2 separate regions of the Sus scrofa genome follow, and region 2 is linked to region 1. Evidence: chromatin contacts called from public HiChIP or PLAC-seq data. All regions are on one chromosome and are shown on one strand. Each heading gives the region's core, a stretch centred on a gene start, on an enhancer-like site or on the middle of the called end of the contact. The rest is flanking DNA. Distances are from core to core; before and after follow the strand shown. Region 1 has its middle 98 kb from the start of LPP. Region 2 has its middle 110 kb from the start of BCL6.

What was found. HiChIP or PLAC-seq counts read pairs in DNA pulled down with a chosen protein or histone mark.
Region 2: an H3K27ac HiChIP or PLAC-seq map of skeletal muscle shows a contact between it and region 1, with 4 times the contacts expected there. The contact joins two enhancer-like sites. A contact is called at or near these places in 2 of 2 datasets of contacts at active chromatin or transcription factors (alveolar macrophages and skeletal muscle).

Annotation. Positions count from the first base shown.
Region 1 is chr13:125,682,045-125,687,409 of Sscrofa11.1, reverse strand. No RefSeq gene overlaps it. Among named protein-coding and RNA genes, the nearest start is that of LPP, 98 kb to the left of the region's middle. Within about 2 kb of position 3,414, at least 46 of the 83 cell types and tissues checked have an H3K27ac peak or open chromatin away from gene starts, as enhancers often do. A contact at or near this core is called in skeletal muscle, where this site is marked.
Region 2 is chr13:125,492,468-125,497,827 of Sscrofa11.1, reverse strand. No RefSeq gene overlaps it. Among named protein-coding and RNA genes, the nearest start is that of BCL6, 110 kb to the right of the region's middle. Within about 2 kb of position 3,042, at least 10 of the 83 cell types and tissues checked have an H3K27ac peak or open chromatin away from gene starts, as enhancers often do. A contact at or near this core is called in skeletal muscle, where this site is marked.

The sequences.
Region 1 (5,365 bases), core at 2,165-4,664:
TTTTGGCAATAAATTACGCTGTTATTCCTAGACTTAAATGTCATTCTATTCAACCTCTTCTTTTCACATATTGGAAAATGGAGGCTCAGAGGAGAGAAGTGACTTCCCTAATACACCCAGAGTTTGCCCAGAGCCTGAACCTGACAAACCCTTTCTTGTTTTTTTTTTTATTTTTAAAATTATTATTATTAAAGTATAGTTGATTTACAATGTTTCAAGTTCTCTTATACAGCAAAGTGACCCAATCACACAAGTTCCCTGTGCTGTATAGTAGGGTCCCATTGCCCATCTATTCCAAATATAACAGTTTGCATCCAAAAAACTCCCGAAATGTCCATCCATGGACAAATCCTTTCTCTTTGTACCTGAGAAGAAAGTGGAGGGGAAAGCAGGGTGAGAGAATGCTCCCTTTGTCTGCCCTCCAGTGCCTTGAAGCAACTCTCCTAAAGAGCAGCCCCACCCCTCTCATGATTTCCTGGAAAGTGATCAGCAATCCTGTGGCTGCCAGTGGTCTGGAGAGAGCTGGGGGATGGAGCAAGCATTGCTGGATGGTTGAAAGGAAGTGTTTTTCTCTTCTGTATCCAGAAGAACAACCCCAAGAGGAGAACCACTACCTAGTAATAACTAGTCTTCATTTAGGCTCATAGTTTATTATTATTGTTGTTGTCCATAGAGCACTTTGTCTTTTTTTTTGTTGTTGTTGTTGTTGTTGTTGTTGTTATCATCTCTTGGGCCGCTTCCGCGGCATATGGAGGTTCCCAGGCTAGGGGTTGAATCGGAGCTGTAACACCAGCCTACGCCAGAGCCACAGCAACGCGGGATCCGAGCCGCGTCTGCAACCTACACCACAGCTCACGGCAACGCCGGATCATTAACCCACTGAGCAAGGGCAGGGACCGAACCCGCGACCTCATGGTTCCTAGTCGGATTCGTTAACCACTGCGCCACGACGGGAACTCCCATAGAGCACTTTAATATACCTAATCTTTTTGTTTTGTTTTGTTTTGTTTTGTTTTAGGGCTATACCCTAGGCATATGGAGGTTCCCAGGCTAGGGGTCAAATCAGAGCCACAGCTGCTGGCCTGCACCACAGCCACAGCAATGCCAGATCTGAGCCTTGTCTGTGACCTACACCACAGTTCATCGCAATGCCAGATCCTTAAGCCTCTGAGTGAGGCCAGGGATCAAACTTTGTCCTCATGGATAATACAGATTTGTTTCTGCTGAGCCACACAGGGAACTCCTATACATAATTTAGTTGGTCTAATTCTTACTGCTTTTGGAAATGATCTCGAAGGCATCATTATTCCCATTTTGTCATTGACAAGTTGAAGACCTACAAGGACAGTTGACATGCTTTAGGGTTCACAGTCAGTTTCAGAGATGGGAACAATGCTTGAGCTCCTAACTCCAGGCCCAGAGTTCCTTTTACTTCTCTTTTTTGTTTGTTTGTTTTTAGATTTTTAAAAAATTTTATGGCCACACCCATAGCATATGGAAGTTCCCAGGTCAGGGATTGAATCCGAGCTGCAGCTGTGACCTATGCCACAGCTGCGGCAACATGGGCTCCTTTAACCCTCTGTGCCACAGTGGGAACTCCCCTTCTACTTCTTGCTTCCTGCAGGGTCTACCTTTAGGTATCTCCTAGAAGAAACCTCAGTATAATGAGATTTTTTGGTGTTCAAGTAACTAAATCCTCTTGGATGCAGCTGAAGGCAGACCCACCAAAAACTTAATTTTGGCTCTGTTGCAAATAGTAGTATTAGAATGTGGTTCATGATTAACTGTGGGCTTTGTACTGTCATCATTATCTCTGAGAAAATGAGTACATGGATAGGAAAAAAGGCATTGCATCCTGGGATAAGATTTTTGTCTTTAAAATTGTTGCTAGGATGGTAAGGAATAGATTCTTATTACAGTACTTAGCTGTGCTGTGTTTGCAAATCACTGACCTGATAATTTGCAGAATCCTTATTTCAGAAAGATTTGTTCTAGTGGAAACTGGAATTCGTAATTTGGAGCTGGACACATCCCAAACCCAGAAGAACTCAGCTTGATAGGACCTGCAGCTACCTCCATCCTTACTCAGCCCTAAGCAGGCAACAATTTCGGGCAAGGCTTTAGTGGGCAAGAGTTAGGGACCCCAGGTTTTTCCTGATTCTGTGTGTGACTCGTGTGATGTTAGGAAAACCACTTTTCTGTTAGTTGAAGCTCAGTTGCTTCAACTGTCACATGTTGGGCTTGGATTTATCAATGTGCTTCTAACTTTGAAAGCCATTGTATTATTATTATTAATATTTATTATTTTTTCCTGAGAATGCTGTGGGAACCTAGGATGTATAAATGTAAAAGTACAGGGGGCTGAGGACTTAGAGCCCCTTCATTTACTCCATTTGTGTTGCTGTGTGACCTCTTCATGGAAGGCAGTATGGAAATGATTGGCTAACTCCCAGAAACCCCTTTAGTCCCCAACACCAGCATTAAGGACCAGTACTATCTTAGATAGTTAAACATCTGAGGGCTTGCAGTAAGCTCAGAATTCAGGATCCAGAACTGGGCAGATAGAAAAAGGGGTCATAATGGCATAACTGGGGTAGAGGGCAGCACGACACAGATGTTACGCTTCACAGGTGCACAGCACTTTACAGTTGACAAGATATTTGTGCATCAGTTGTCTCTTTAGAGCTTGCCCAGCACTGCACATATAGATATTTTCATGATGACCTTTCATGAAGCAGCGATTGGGTACCTGGTACAGGGATATACCAGGAATACAAAGAGGCTCCATTTGAGCCTCAGGAAGCTCATCATCTGATAAAGGAAAAGGCATGTAAACATATTGCAATTGCAAAATTGAAAGGTTCTAAGAGAAGTGCATGCAAATGTGGAAGGGAGAAGAGAAAGAAATGCTTCACTTTTCCTTGGGGGGGGAAGAAGGCACACTTAGTGGGGAGTGGGCCCTGCCCTGGGGAGTGGAGTTCCCCAGGCATTTAATGGGGTGGGGGGTTGGGGGTCATTCCACCTGTTTGAAGTCTAGACAACTCCGAAAAAGCCTGGTGGGGAAGAGAAGAGGAGTCTGGGGAACCTGGCTGGGGGGGTTGGGTAGCAAGGAGAGTTGCGGCTGTGAAGGTAGCCTGGTGGGGAAGGGCCTTGAATGCAATGCAAAGAATTTGGACCCTGTGGCAATGAGATCTGAGCTTTCTAGATGAGGAGACAGGTTCACAGAAGTCTGAACCTTTGCTGAAGTCACAGGCACGGGGAAAGCAATTGCAGGGCCGGCTGGACCAGTGTCCTGTGGCTCTTCCTGCTACCCTGTGCTGCCTCCAGCAGGCCTGAACCAGGCAGGCCCTGCGTGGGAGAGGCCTCTGGGCTGTTTATCCTGCTCGGTAGGGCTGGCCCTGGCCGGGAATGGAAGCGGGTGGGGTGGGGGCCATGGAGGAGAGGAGGGGCCTGACAACAAGGGCTACATTCAAGGCCTGCACTGGAGCCTGCGAGGAGAATGGAAAGCTACAGTCTGTCGGAGCATCCAGCCTTGGCAAGGCGGTCGGGGCCTTATAAGGAAATGTTGTTCTCTCCCAGCCAGTGGGGCTGGGATGGAGCCCTGTGCCCACAGGACAGAGCTGCCCTTGTGGGGGTAGGCCGGGGTGCCACCCGCCCCTCTGTTGTGAGCCAGAGCTCTCAATGGGCCACTTCTGCAGGCTCAGCAATCCCTCTCAGCCCCAGCCTGGGAGCAGCCCCCACCCCCTCCGTGCCCTCCACTCCCCAGTGCCCTGGGCTGATTGGAGGAAAGGAAAAAAACAAAACAAAACAAAGCCTTGGCCAGATTTCAGGCCTCCATGCTGTTTGATGCCGAATAACCCCGAAAACAGGCTCAAGTCAAATTCCCTCTCCCGTCTCTGCAGGGTGTGCGAGGGGAGGGATGGCTCTGTGCCTTTCGTCCCTGCCCTGCACCCAGTTGTCTCCTCCTTGTGACCACAGAACTCCCAGCGCTGAGTTCTGTCGTTGCAGAAAGGCAGAAAGTGGGCAGAAAGAAGCCTGGTGCTGGTGCCGAGGGGGCCGGGCCACTGGCACTGGCGCACTCCTAGGAGCAGGGCGACTCTCTCCAGACTCCTTACCAGTGCCCAGCAGGCCAGAGGGCCTGGGAGACTTCGGAGGGTGCAGAGGAAAAACACTGCTGGCCAGTAGAGCAACAGAGAAGGCTCCTAGGGAAACCATGGTCAGGTCAGCATTCCTCAGCTCCTGGAAGCGGCGCAGCTCTGCAGCCGTGAGGGGTGATTTAAAGCACTGATCCCTAAGAGATCTCCCTAAACCTGAGACGGGCTAGGAGCAGAAGAGATGCTTAGTGTGGCCTTTCACTTTGCTTATTCGCAGACGCACAGACGCATGAAACCCTGGAGCTACCAGGAAACAGGTCAGCCAGCCCAGCTCTCCACCTAAAGCAAACTTGGCAGAACTTTCAGCCGCCTGTGCTCTCCCCGTGACCATGAACTCAGTCCCTCAAGCCAGTTCCTTTGCATCTACAGGTGACCCTGTGTGTCACCCACCAAGGCACCACCTCGAGGGTATTGTCCAAAGCCGAGCCATGAGAGTCACACAGTGAACAAAATGCGAAGGAGAAAGTTAGGAGCCCTGAGAAAATCATGGGGAAAATGTTCTTAGAGTTGAGAGAAAGGGAAATTCCTCTTGAATAGGTGACCAGAGCAGTGTTCATTGAAGGCCAGGGGTGAGGGGAGACATTTGGGGTGCAGAAAGGCTTGGAGTTCAGGAAGTGATATTTTACTATTATTATTATTCTTTTTAGGGCTGCACATGTGGCATATGGAGGTCCCCCAGCTAGGGCTGAATCGCAGCTGCAGCTGCCGGCCTACACCACAGCCACAACAACGCAGGATCTGAGCAGCATCTTCGATGAGCCTGCATCCTCAAGGTACTAGTGGGTTTCTTAATCTGCTGAGCCACAACGGGAACTCCCGGGAAGTGACAAGCTTGGAGAGTGGGGAGGTGGTTTCCAGGAGAAGTGGTAGTGGGCAGGTGGGCAGGGAGGGACAACTTTGGGCTGGCTTGGCCCATGAAGGGATGGGCATGGTTAGTGTGTACATCTGGGAGAGAGGAGCTTTGTTAGTATAGAGGCGAACACCAGACTTTAGAGGCTCTGGGTGTCAAAGGGAAGAAGGGGCTCAAGTGAAAGAAGCCAGGAGCCATGGAAGGCTTTTGAGCATCAGAGAGGCAGGGCTTTAGCAGTGTGAGCTGGTAGCATGCACAGGCAGAGGTGGAGGGAAAGCATCTTCCTCCCCATTTCAGTCAAATCAGGAAAGTGCTCCTTCCACAGGCAGAGCTCCAGATGGGCTGTATTCCCCTTCCTAGG
Region 2 (5,360 bases), core at 1,793-4,292, 190 kb after region 1:
TATCTTTCAGGGGGCTTATATCCATACCCATGTGTGTGTCCACATCTGTATCTATATCCATATCGATAGCTGTGGGTCTAAAGCCTTTCTGACATTCAAGTACATGATTTCAAACTTGTTGCCAGTGAAAGGAATTTAAACTAGACCTGTGTTTGAAGATAAGGGTATGAAAAGGATCAGGTCTAATGCTTGGCTTCTCTGAAATGACTGCTGGGCGCCACATACCTTATGTTAAGGTGTTTTTCTTTTAAGTATCTGATTAACATAAAGGTTTTTTATATTATACAAATACATAATACCATGATTATGGAAATAAAAAGCCACCCACAAGCTTACTATCTTTATAAATCATCTATTTCCATTCTTTCCTGTCTTTTCCAAAAAAGCATATTTTCTCACAGTGTTGGACATGCAGCACAAATATAATTTTGCATTCTAATCTTTGTCATAAGCACCACACAATGAACAATTCCAAAGTGGTCTTTATAATGACCTATTTGAATGGCTTCAAAATATAACTTTGGTGATTATATTGTCATTTATATCAGCATTTTGAAATTATCCTTGGACATTTATATTATCTCTAGTTCACTTCTATTATCAATAATACTCCTCTGGGCACCTTTCTGCCATCCCTTTTCCTAGGCGTGGATTATTTTCTTACAATAAATCTCCAACAGTGGAATTGTTGGGCCAAAAGCCACAGGAACTTGGTGAAAGTGTTGGTCGTTACCTCCTTTAATGTATTTATTTTTAACCACAGTCTTCCCCCCTCATTTAAGCAGACTAACTTACTAGTTCACCAGCTCACTCATTAACCATCTCAGTGTCCCAGCTTCCTGGTTTTTTCCTCTCACATCCAATGGGCTCACAAAGTCCCTTACATCTGCCCCTTTCTGGCAATGAACCTCTAGTTCACGTATTTGTTACACAAATAATTTGCAGTGATAATTTTTCACCCTGAATCCACCACTTCACAGATCTATTGTCTGGCTTCAAGGAATTCCCCATCTGCAAAAGTGTCCGTGAGGCAGAGTCTCAGTGATTGTGAAAGGGGCCTGCTGATAAGCCAGGTAAAACTGGTCTCCTGTCCATCTGCTCTTCTGTCTCTTTCCAATTAAGTCTCTGCCAAGACTCCTTGGGCTCTACCCCCAACCTGTTCTGCCCGCTCTTTCCAAAGTGCAGGCAACAATGTGGACATAGTCAGGGATACTCACCATATGCCCACTCTCCCTAGAATCAGCCTAGATCTCATAAGGGACCCATCGGACACTCAGATGTAAGATTTACCATCAAGAACCCTTTGAAGAGATAAGATATATATGCTCTAAGGATATGGCTGAAAGTCTGTGGTTCTACTAAAAGTTCAGAAGAGATGGATAACATCATGGGCCCTATGCTGGGCCTAGAAGGAAGCAGAGAGGAGTACAAAAAAAATTTCATTTGGAGGCATTCATTTTTTCACCATTTAGTCAATAAGCATCTGCCCCATCACAGGCTCTGAGCTAGGAGCCAGGCGTATAGAGGAATTAGATGGTATCCCGGTTCTTCAGAAGATCACAACCCCCAGGGGAGACACTCATGTGAAGATCATCATCCTGTGGTGCAATGCTCAGTAACACAGAGAAATTGACAGAGCTATGTTCAGGCAATGGCCAGATCTGCCTGGGAAAGGAAAAAGGTCTGACAGAAAAGGAAACCTCCCTCCACACCAAAGGGATCTGGAGTGTTTTGTGAAGATCAGATGAGCAAAATGGGGAGGTAGCCGGGGTAGAGTGCTTGTTTTAACCACGAGACCTGGGTTTTCGCCTGACTCTGCTGCTTCCCAGCTGAGTGATTGGGATCATGTTCCTCAAAGTCTCTGGGCTCCAGTTTTGTCACAAGCAAAATGAGGATCATAATACTTCCACAGGAATGGCTGGGAGGTTGAAGGAGAAAGGTGATAAAGGGGCAAGTAAAAGAATTTACCGTCATCATCACCATCATCATCATCACATAGGAAAGCACTTTGGAAATTCTCCATCCTGGTATAAATGAGCAAAGTTATTGGGGTGATGACTTAACTATTACCATGACTACCTTCCCTTGCCCACCAGGATCTTCCTTACATCTGGAAACAGAAGGACCTGTCTATGAATGAGCAGGATTCACTCTTGCCACCTACCACATCTTTTTCCTTCGGGCAAATCTTACTCTGTAAGGCCTCAGAATGTTAATTTTGCATCTGTAAGTCCTCCTGAGCATGATTATTAGCATTTTTTTTCCTTTAAGGAAATTAAATTATGTAGAGTCCACTAAACCGAAGGATATTTAAAGAGAGTTGGCCATATGCCCAGGGTTCACCTAGTCACCCAGGCATTACTGAACAGGCCATTTATTTCATAATTTCTCACAAGAAACTGTGGCAATGGCCAGAGATGACATAGGTGACAGATGAGTCAAGGAGAGAGGGTGACTCAGAGGCAACTATCTTAGCAACCTCCCCTCCGTCCCCCCACCGCAACACAACTGGCAGCCTTGAATATGCTAGCTTCCATAGAGATTTATACTTTTGTTTGGATATTGCTTTAAGGATATCAAAGGATCTGTATTCCTGGAAGCCTCCTTCCTTGTTTCTTCCCTGAGGCCCTTCAGACCATGCTCCAATTCATTCCTTTGTAATGAGAAGAATGCACATTCCTTGGGAATTTATTCTATGCCAAAAATCATACACTGTCTTTTACATTCATTGTTTTATTTACTCCTCACCACTGCCACCCAGGTGTGATGGTTAACCTCAACTTACAGATGAGGAAACTGTGGTGTAAAGAGAGCAAGTGGCTGGCCAAGGTGAGTCCAGGAATATCCGATAGGACTAGCCATACATAGGTAGTTCAACTCCAGAGCCCCTGCTGATGGCCATTCTGATATTCTACCTTTAGGTAGGAAAGGCTGGAGCTCCATGTCACAACAAAAATCTCAGTCACTTCTGCTCTGAGTCAATGCTGAGGATTGCCTTAGGATTGGCTTCTCAGAAAGCGAGAACTGTGGAAGAGAGGAAATTAGCTGAAGGGTGTTCTAGGCAGTCTTCTTCCTGTGCAGGCAGCCAGAGAAAGCCTGGCTCTGGGAACATGTCCTACAGAGCTCCTGCTGGCGGGTAGAGGAAGTTTACCTTAGTAAGGAAGAGAGAACATCTCTGAAAGAGGAAGAGCCAAGTTTAATGACTCTCCTTCAGACTCTGTCTCCCTGATTGCCTGTGCAAGATTTTTTTTTTTCCCTTGAGAAAATGTGATCAAGTTTATCACCTCAATCACAGCTCTGATCTTGTCTCACACTAAGAACCTCCAATAATGGTTTTTCACAGTCCTAATCAGCAGTCTCCAAACTTTCTGAGTATGGAGCCCCACCCATTAAAAGATTTATAATTTGTGTGCTCAAATGGATTCATAATACGTGTGTCTGCATGTGTGTCAAACCATGCCAGTGTATTATGCACATTATAAAAATAAATGAAAAATATAAATTATAAAGGAGATAAATGTGGAATAAAAAATACTTTAAAAGTCCTGCTAATCCTATAACATCATATTATCTTTTCTATCATCCCAAGACGTAATCAACACTCTACGAGGGGTTTATCATTAATCACAGGAGTGTAAACCCATATTTCAAGCATTCTTTCTGAGAATTTTGAGTTTTTTTTTTCTTTTTGCCTACTGCTTGTTATATGTGATTAGATCATCATTGGCTTTAACCCCTGAAATGTAGCCAGTGGGAAGCCAAGAAGAGGAGAAAACATCAGCTCTATCATTGTTTTGTTGTTGGCTTGTAATTGTTACAAGAATTATTCTCACTCCATGAGTTCTGTGCAGGAATCTTATAAAAGCACTTGTCCATTTAGTGAGAATTTATTTCATAAAATCGAGGTAAATCTTCCATAAATCCAAGAAAGTAGCTGAAGGAGAATGGAAGTATGGGGAGCTCATGGACCCTCTAGGGGCTGAGCATCACTACCCCTCCCTCAGAATAACCTTAGCTGGAGATGGACTCATTTTCCTTGGGATCCAACATGGGTCCCCTAGTCCATCTATGTAGGCAATAATAGGAACTTTACCTTCTTTTATGTAAATAAAACTAAATATAAATGAAGATCCCAGTTTGATTTGCACACCCTCCTGGGAGCATGCACTCCTCTTTGGGAACCTTTATCTACCCAAATGAGAGTCCTTAGCCTTCCAAGACTGGTGACCTACTTCTTCAGCCATATCTCCAACTGTTGCTAACCCCACACATTCCCATGGTCACCCACATACTGCCCTGTACAAACACAAAGGGCTGGACATCTTTCTCTGAAAACTTTCTTCCCATGAGCCTTTGCTCCAAATGTTCCCCCTGCTTGGAACATCCTTGCTTTCCACTGTGATCTTTTGAAATTTTACTCGTCCACAGAGGCTCACCTTAGCCTCCACCTTCTGTGGGAAATAATAATATCAACTCACATTTACTGACTTACTACATGTCAGACACTGCATTATCTCACTTAATCTTCACAAAAATTCCAGGAGACAGGTACTAGTATGAGAAAGCTGAGGAATAGAGAACTGCCCAAAGCCACAAAGCTAAGAAATGGGGAAAGCAGGAACCAAACCCAGGGAGCCAAAACCCACACATGCTAACCCTTTATGTGTATTTTAATTTAATTTTACTAGTTGGAACAGGCAAAGCCTACCCTGAACCCTCTCCCTCTTCCTACTAGTGGGGAGCAGAAGTTGCTCCCTGCTCAAGTTTCCAAAGCAGCTTGTTTGTACATACCATGTAGTACTTCACTGTTCCATAGGTTGCTATTATGTGTGGACATCTCTCAAATGCCCAAGCATGCTGTGACCTCTTTAGATAAGGGACCACATTTAATACTTCATAGCATAGAGCAGGGACAAAGTAAATGTGTTCATTGAGTAGGTGAATTAATGGGTGGACAAAATAATAAGTAGATGGATGGCCAAAGATACAACAGCAAAGGAACTAGGTTGGGTGTGATTTCTTTAGAATATAACTTGATATGTTCCTGGTGGCCTGAGGTGCAAACTACTAAGAAACATGGATATGGATCTGTAGCATATTACAAAGATTCCAAGCTAAAAAGGAAGACAAGAGGTCCATTTCCCAATATTTATAGATGTACTTAAGAGCTGTATTATACTCTTTTATGTATATTGACTGGTCAATAAAGACTCAAACCTATTTATGTAATCTAACATTCAAAACAATTGAATGCAGTAAAAAACTGTCACCTTTCAAACTTATTATCTTGGACAACTGGGAGAGAACTTTGGGCACACCATCCCAACACGAACAATAGTTAATGCAGTTTACAGAAGAAA